2 separate regions of the Mus musculus genome follow, and region 1 is linked to region 2. A link is a contact called in public Micro-C data. All regions are on one chromosome and are shown on one strand. Each heading gives the region's core, a stretch centred on a gene start, on an enhancer-like site or on the middle of the called end of the contact. The rest is flanking DNA. Distances are from core to core; before and after follow the strand shown.

What was found. A called contact is a pair of places that touch in the nucleus more often than the background predicts.
Region 1: a contact with region 2 is called in a Micro-C map of muscle stem cells, with 2.7 times the contacts expected there. The contact joins two enhancer-like sites. A contact is called at or near these places in 5 of 484 Hi-C or Micro-C datasets (the C2C12 cell line, muscle stem cells and uterus).

The regions. Positions count from the first base shown.
Region 1 is chr10:21,774,843-21,779,293 of GRCm38.p6, reverse strand. No RefSeq gene overlaps it. Among named protein-coding and RNA genes, the nearest start is that of Platr6, 81 kb to the left of the region's middle. Within about 2 kb of position 2,338, at least 97 of the 459 cell types and tissues checked have an H3K27ac peak or open chromatin away from gene starts, as enhancers often do. A contact at or near this core is called in muscle stem cells, where this site is marked.
Region 2 is chr10:21,630,028-21,634,242 of GRCm38.p6, reverse strand. No RefSeq gene overlaps it. Among named protein-coding and RNA genes, the nearest start is that of 1700020N01Rik, 39 kb to the right of the region's middle. Within about 2 kb of position 2,527, at least 8 of the 459 cell types and tissues checked have an H3K27ac peak or open chromatin away from gene starts, as enhancers often do. A contact at or near this core is called in muscle stem cells, where this site is marked.

The DNA.
Region 1 (4,451 bases), core at 1,089-3,588, 150 kb before region 2:
GACCCCAAGCCTTCGAAACCTAAACCCCACCCATGTCTCTTCTGTCCAGCTATTGGCTGTTGGCATCTTTATTTACCAATCAGAAATAACTTGGGAGCAGGGTTCCTCAGAGTCTTTCTTCTCTCTGGGGCCCAATATTAACATAAGAATACAAGCAGTGTTGTCAAATTTGACACTTAAAAATAAGTCCCTAAGTGGGGAAGGTGGTTTCTTGAGTGCTTTTATTCTGATTATCCTTGGGTTATGAGTTGCAGAGACCAGAGGGCAGGATAAAGAGTTGTCACTATAGCAAGTTCTTTTTCTTTCTTTCTCTCTCTCTCTCTCTCTCTCTCTCTCTCTCTCTCTCTCTCTCTCTCTCTCTCTCTCTCTTTCTCTCTCTCTCCCTTTCTCTTTCTTTCTTTCTCTCTTTCTTTTTCTTTCTTTCTTTCTTTCTTTCTTTTTTCCTGGGGATATTTTTTATTAGATATTTCTTTATTTACATTTCAAATGTTATCTATCCCCTTTCCTAGTTTTCCCTCCAAAAATCCCCTATCCCCTCCTCCCCCCCTGCTCCCCAACCCACCCACTCCCATTCCTGGTCCTGGCATTGTCCTATACTGGGGCATAGAACCTTCACAGGACCAAGGGCCTCTCCTCCCATTGATGACCGACTAGGCCATCCTCTGCTACATATGCAGCTAGACCCACAAGTTCCACCATGTGTTTTCTTTGATTGGTGGTACAGTTCCAAGGAGCTCTGGGGGTACTGGTTAGTTCATATTGATATTCCTTCTATGGGGCTTCAGTCCCCTTTAGCTCCTTGGGTACTTTCTCTAGCTCCTTCATTGGGGGCCTTGTGCTCTGTCCAATGGATGACTGTGAGCATCCACTTCTGTATTTGTCAGGCACTGGCAGAGCCTCACAGGAGACAGCTATATCAGGCTCCTGTCAGTAGTCTCTTGTTGGCAAGTGCCTAGTGTCTGGGTTTGGTGGTTGTTTATGGGATGGATCCCCAAGTGAGGCAGTTTCTGGATTGTTTCCTAATGAAAAGGAACTTGCTCCGAACGACCATCTATAACCAGTTCGGAGCAAATTCTTTTTCATTAGGATAACTTGGCTCACGATGCTGACCCTTAACCTCCTGGAAGAGGCAGTTTGCCTATATGCACTTGTTTGTATATATGTTAAGCCAAACAAGACTGACGCCTCCATCAGTTTGCCTCGTTTTCTACTGTGAAGTTACTCTTCTCCCCACCCCTTTCATACTGTACTTTTTGGAAGGAAGTCCAAATGTGCTGTACATTCATAAAGGAGTTTCTCTATAGCTCCGTGAGCAGGGTGTAGAACTTTACAGCACACATGCGTGTGTATGTGAGCACACACACATGTTGTAAACCTTAAAGTACACAGATTGGCTTTGGGGTTTTCTTGTTTGTTTGTTGTTTGGTTTTGATCACTGAAAGAATTTGAACATCTCAGGACAAAACCTAGGCTATGACATATTCTCTAAATGCATTACAAAATTGTATGGAATGTGGTAGGGTAAAGGTAATAACCTAAGAACCCTGGTATGTATGTAAAATACAATATGAAAGGGACAAGGGAGTACTGCGCCCTTGTCGATATAATTAGATCCCTTAGATGTGTGATTAAATATAGGTCATTATAGAAGCATATCAAAACTAAGTAATTAAATAGATGGTGGATATTTAGAGCCAGGTTTTTCCGATACTGGAGTAGAAGGTTGTAGACAGCAAAAAGGCACCAATATATTGATACTAGTGACACTAGGTTAGAATCAGAGACAACATTATGTGTTTGGCTTAAAACAGATACAAACACATGCAGCAATATTAGTGTATAAGTGCACACACTTGTAAGATGCACTTCCTTGATTTCTAATATCATTGTCCAGTAAACGGAACTGAAACTATTTAGAGAAATGGTCAATTTTAGAACTGAGGTAAGAAACAGACAGGATGATGCTGTAGCATCTCACAGGGTGTGGAAGTACTCACAGCTACTGCCCAACCCAAGAGCAATGCTCTTGCCTGATATAAAGATGCCAAGGGGACCCAGGAGGGAACTGAAAATGACTGACAGCAGGACTGAGACAACCCAAGAAAGAAAGCCGATAACACTGTATTGGTTTGTAAGCAAAAGTTAACATCCACATGCCCACACTGGCTGACATAACCGATGTGTGACCCTTCATACAGAGAATCCCACACAGGTTCTGGAAATCTATTTTTGTGCATATCATTGTCATCTCTGCATCGCAGAAAATTACACAAAACAATTGACGAGGGCCACAAGGTTAATGGCCGCCCTTCGGGTGGAGTGAGCGCACTGAGAGTCATACAAAGTTATGAGCAGAGGCAGATTCTCACCTGCTTTCCCTCTGCGTTTCCTTGGCGATGAATGTTGTCTAGCAACTGCTAATTTCCTTTCCTAGATCTGAAGAAGGAAGCTCTCTCAAGCCTCCTCAGGTGTGTGTGTCTTAACCGGGCTAGGAGCAGGGAATTAACCTCTTACACATGCCTTCAAGAAGAAGAAATGGAGACAGTTTCTTTTTTTATTTGAAACTAAAACAAGGTCTCAGTGTTTACTTGTCCATGAGCAGTACCACAAAGCTGACTGTTCAGTGTGGGGCTGCAGTGACTCAGCAGAAACCTTTAGACACACCCCGGGAAAGCACACGCAGAGAGGGGTAGCCTTATAACTAAACGTGGGCCTTTACAATAACTTCCACATTGCTCAGAAACCAGTGCCAATGTTAGCTTGATTTAAAAAGCAGCACGGGCTTGACCACAACAGCCCGAGGAAACTCTGCTCAGTCTTTTGCTTAGGAAAGTTCCAAGAACACGAAGATGTTTTAAAGACAGCAATGCATCGTCCCGCCTAGCCATTCTTTCCTTGGTGCTCTGGGACAGTGTGTCTGCATCCTGCTCTGCCTGCCTTAGTAGTTCTGGGCATTAGCCCTCCCCAGAGCGTTTCCCAGGGTAAGCATCCAACCAATACCTCTTTTTCAGGAGGCTCCATACATCCTCAAATAACAATTTTGCCTTTGAAACAGTTTTTATCCTTCTGTTGTGTGACATTTGTTAGTTGTAAACATGAGCCTGAAATTCTAGGCAATTCCCTAGAAACCCACATTATGCTTCGGTTATAAATAATGGATACAAAGTAAATCCGCCTTCACCACCCAAGCCACACAGAGCAGAAATAATTATCACACAATACCTACAGGATTGAATATATGTGACAGATGGCAACTAGATTAAATATTCCTTCTCCATATCTTTCCTTTTCTTTTTAATCAAATGCTATGTAATAACGGGTCTGAAAAAGTGTCAATGTGACAACATTTGCAATTGATTTAATGAAATTAAAGACCTCAAAATGTTAACATTTAACACTTTAATGTCTATTGCTAGCCAACATTGTATGTTGATTTCAACTTTAAAAACTAACAGAACAAGTGCAAATAAATGCAAGATTTTAAGTACTTTTGGGAGTTTAGATAGATTTCAGCACACTGTAATGGAGGCATGTCCCTTTCCAGGGTCATATAAACACCGGAAGGACAGGGTCACTGTGAGATTTTGAGCTTCATTTAACCATTTAAGGTCCTTAAGGTCGGTGCATGCTGTAATTTTGGGTGTCTGTCCTTGTCTGCACATCCATGTACCATTTATGAGACACGCCCTGCAGTTGGGACAGAGGAGGGGCTCCGTTTCTTAGCGCCTTTCCATCTCCCTCAAGGTATGCTGTCCACCCACATTGTTTTATTTACATCAGTAGGAAGACACACATGAGTCCCCTTGCACTTTTTATCTATGAATGAGGTGACTTCTGAACCCATAGTCCAACTGGCCTTCACTGAGGAGCTGTGCACCAAGTGTCCTTTGCATTCTACAGTACTGTGGGTGATGTGAACACTGGGAATCTTCAGCCTTGTGGGTCATTCTCTGTATGTGTTACCTGTTGTCATTTGGCTTTGCTTTCCTCCTATAGACACCTGTGTGGTGTTTGTCAGATGTAATAGAATCTCACCCCATCACTGCATATTCCAGAATGAAGGGAATATGTTGAGAAAAGTTTCCTTTCCTGTAATGGTTTCAACTATATGAGGTGTCTTAAAATTTGAGTGAGTAAAGCAAGGATGGATTGAAGAGGAGAGATGAGGAAAAGGGCAAAGAGTACTAGAGAACACAAGCATGCGCACATGCACACAAACACTTGCACACACATGAACACACACATGCACATGAGTGCACACCCACATATTTTGTTACAAAGAAGCATATGAATAAAAAAAATACCATAGACAACAATGATTTCCTTTCAAAATGAGCTTTGGAATCACTTTGAGATGGTTATATTATGAACTACAATCAAAAAGGTACGATGTTTCTTAGCAGGAAATGTGCCTTCTTCCCATATTGCTGAGGCTGTTGCTGGGCTCTCTG
Region 2 (4,215 bases), core at 1,278-3,777:
CTGACCTTCGTGTGTGTGCCATGGTATGTAAGCGTGCGCTCTCTCTCTCTCTCTCTATCTCTCTCTCTCTCCCTCTCTCTCTCACTCTCTCTCTCTCCCTCCCTCTCTCTCTGTCTCTCTCTCTCTCACACACACACAAATAATAATGCGATTTAAAAATTATCAAGCAAAAACAGAAATCTTTTTACACGTCTTGTTTTTACTTTAAGACTCTAAGTTTCTTATGCTTTAATAAGTTTGTTTATAATATCAGAATGCCTTTTAATTAGTCAGCAGGTCATTCCTGGTACAGTTGAGGTTTTCATTTACCCAGAATAAACTGAAAACTTTATTTATAGCAGAATAAACATCAGAAAACTCAGAAACTTAATCAACATTTATTATACTTTGCAAAAGCAAATAGTGCGACATATCTGGGGAAGTGCCCTGGGGAGGTTGGCTGCTATTTTCTCTGACTGGAGCAGAATTTTTTGGTACACTGGAAATTTTCAATTTTAAAAAAAAGTATACCCTGAAACATAGTATGTCTGTGAGTGATCACTGAAATGAACCACCTATATCTAACTACATAGCTATTGTGTTGACAATAAACAGAATCCTGCCAGGTGCCAACAAGTTGAGATTTTTATACTGTCATGACTACTTATTCATTGTTAATTTACTGTGTAGAACTGTACTATTTCTAATCATAAAATAAAAAGATGCTATGAAATAAAAGAATGGCTATTTAGAGAATTCATTGAAGATTCTATATAATTAATTAAAAAAATAGGTTTATTTAAAATCATTTCTCAAATTAGAAAGTTAAATTCAAGAAAGCTCCAATAAATGTACTTGAAAAGGGTCAAATTACTATGCAAGAGAAGTAGAGACTGTATTCAAGGGAAGCATAATTACTGAAATATTTATGTTTTTCGGCTGATGGTCTGAATAGCTAACAACTTTAATGTTTTATTACTCTGTTGCTATGCAGAACATTCTACCTTGAGCATGTATTGACTTTCTCCCCTGATGACACCCTCCCCCCAGCTCCTCCTAGAGCCCCTATCCTGTCCATCTCTCAACTCCAGGTCTTCTCTTTATACCCTAGTGAGTCCACCCAGTGCTTCCTTCATGCACATGGATATAGGGCTGTCCACTGGAGCATGGGCAACCTACCAGAGGCCACATCAGTGAAGAAAACTGACTCTCCCTATTCTAATTCTTTCAACTGTTGGTAATTCCTCAACGAGGGATGGGCCTCATGTGCTGCTCCCCTAAAATTCCATGCCAGAATTTTATCCCAACTTGTATAGGTCTTACGTAGTCACACAAGTGTGACAAGAGTGACAGCTGCTGTGAGTTCAGTTCGACAGCTGTCTCATGACTAAGTGACACTGTTTCACGTGGTCCTCCCAACCTCTGGCTCTAGCATTCTTGCTGTTCTGTCTTCCACAGTGTTCCTTGAGCTCCGGTGTGTGTGTGTGTGTGTGTGTGTGTGTGTGTGTGTGTGTGTGTGTGTGTGTGATATCTCACATGTGCCATTTGGGGCTGATCTTTCCACAGTCACTCATTCTCAGCACTCTGACTGGCTACATTAACCTGTCTCTTACTTAAGTGCCATTCACTGCAAAAAAAGGGGGTGGGGTGGGGAGAGCTTTTCTAATGAGGGTTGAGAGCTGCCTTAATCTATGATATAATACAGGTATTTAGGAGGCGATTTGATGCTGTCCCTGCTTAGTAAAGTAGAAATGGGGTCTCCCATCTGATCTTCCCAGCCACACAATCTTGGCCAGGTTTCAGTGTCAGGCATAAATTCTCTCCTCTGAGGTTGGCCTCAATTCTAATCAGAAAGTGGCTGGTTCCTCCATAGTATTCATTCTACTATGGCACTGAGAGGCATGTCTTGGCAGGTTGGTCATCATTGTAGCTCACAGGGTTCAAAGTTGGATAATACATTGATAGCTGATGACACAGCACCATCTAGCACTATGGGATTTTTTTTTTTAATTTTCAGATAGCGTTTCTGCATAGTTATAGAATGTGATGTTCTTATTTCCTATGAAGGCTGTAGCATGGTGAAGCTGGGACAGATGCCTGTCTACACTATACCATGCTGGCATCCAGCTGGTCCACCTTCCCTCCCTATTGTGCATCTAAACAGACCTTGTGAAAAACAGCAAGATAAAAATTTTAGAGTCCTACCACACTTAAAATATTTCTTTTGCAAAGGACAGTGGATTTGAAAAGCTCAAGATGCTAAGTAGGTAGAGACTTGTGGAAGCTGGTTTACATAAAGCTATGTGAGCTCTAAGGAATAGAGACCAACTCTACTTTTGGGAAGTGAGTCAAGTATTATCTGAAACTAGTCGCACAAACCCAAATGGATCAGAAGGTCATAAAGTCCTTGGTCTGTCTCTGGTTTAGTCCCTGGTCTTTTTCCTTCTTGGTTTCCTTTATGTGTCTTGTGTGGCCTCTAGGGCAGTCTCCCTCAAGGATATTTATCCCTGACCAGTCTGGCCTTTCCTCTCTGTAACAGCTCATAAGCTTTTGCACATGGCTCTGGCTCACTGTGCCTGTGGCAATTTGACAATTGCAGTAAAACTGCTTCTTGGTCATTTACTCCTCATTTCTTAGTCCAACTTTCCAGAGGAAAGCTGTAGTTGGTTCAACTCTTTTCCATATTTCAGGCCAAGGGTAAGGGAGGGCGCAGCTGTGAGATGGTCCTGAGGTCAGGCTTGTCCAATCTCTGCCACAAAAATGAAGTTCAAGACTTTTGGGGGGAAAAGATTATGGATAGGCGATATTCTCAAGAAAGACTGCCAGTCAGGTTGACTGTGTGTGCACATATTTACAAATTCATTTTCTGTTCACAAATTACAATTATGCATAGCTATGGAGTAAAGTTTTTATCTGGAAGCCACTTTTGATATGATCTCAGGTCTTTATTAAATTTTTAGCTATTCATTCAACAAGTTTTCATTAAGTGGTCTGAGTGGGTCTAATCTAGGAAGAAATAACAACTCAAATAGGACCTGGGATGCTTAGAAATACTGGATTCCCCAGTGCGACCTTGCCCCATGGTTCCTATGTCCTACATGTTGTCATCACTTACAGCTCGGTTTTGATTTGTCACCTCTGTGAGACTTATCTATGCTGTCAGTAGAATGGAAGGATACTTTTTATGCACAGCCGCCTTCACAAAGATTCAGGATTATCTTCACCACACACGTCTTGGCAACGTGTCTGAGTGGTTCTGAAGGGTTATGGCACTTTCATCTATGAGATAATATGAATTTATAAGCACACATAAGTATCAGATGGGTATATGAGAAGAAGAGGAAACAGCATGAATTCTGCTAGTCATAGGTTAAGGACTTACTGCTTATAAACTTTTGCCACATTTTTAAAAAAAGAAACTCTTCCCTTTGGCAGATACTCAAGTGGTGAACCATCTTAAAGAGACATCCTGGTGCCTCCCCCAGGAGGCCAAGGTCAACACTAACCATCTGACATTCATTCATGCTTATTGTGTGCATCCATAAAGAAAGGAGTGAGAACAACCCTTGACCTCTGTGGTCTTTCTCCAAAGACCCAGGCCCTATTCAGTCTCAGCCTAAGCAGAAAAAAAAAATAATGTTTGGGCATACTGTCCAAGAAGCAAAACTGTCTAACAAATTTCCTAAAGACATCCAAGGTTGTAAAACAAGAGGAGTCTAAGAAACTATCTCAGTTATGAACACAGCCTGAGATGACAACTCAATAAGCATGTTATAACTACATGGATGTAGCTGTCAAGTAGAAAGGGCCACTGATGTAAAGATAAGGAAATAGATAAAGAGTATACTTTAGCCAGTAATAATCCATACATATCTAAACAAATATAATTATATTAATGTATGACATTAATATTTCAGGGATGCTGAATACAGGGTATATAGAAATTACATCATCTTTTAAACTTTTAAGTAAATCATTACCTACCTATTCAAAAATAAATTGTATTTAAAAACCCATTATGTGTTAGAAGAAAATTGAAGAAAGACTCTTTTGATTTGCTTTGTTTGTTTTCCTCGGAATCTTTGAGTATGGTACTTCTGGTGTTACACCAAGATTGTCCTGGAAATCTTTGGAGTGTCTGAAGCTCGGATGCCTTATATACCCATCTTCCCTGGAGGCTCTGCAGTGAAAGTACAGGGCAAAACTAGGTGCTGCTTGGGGGCTCTCCATTTATCA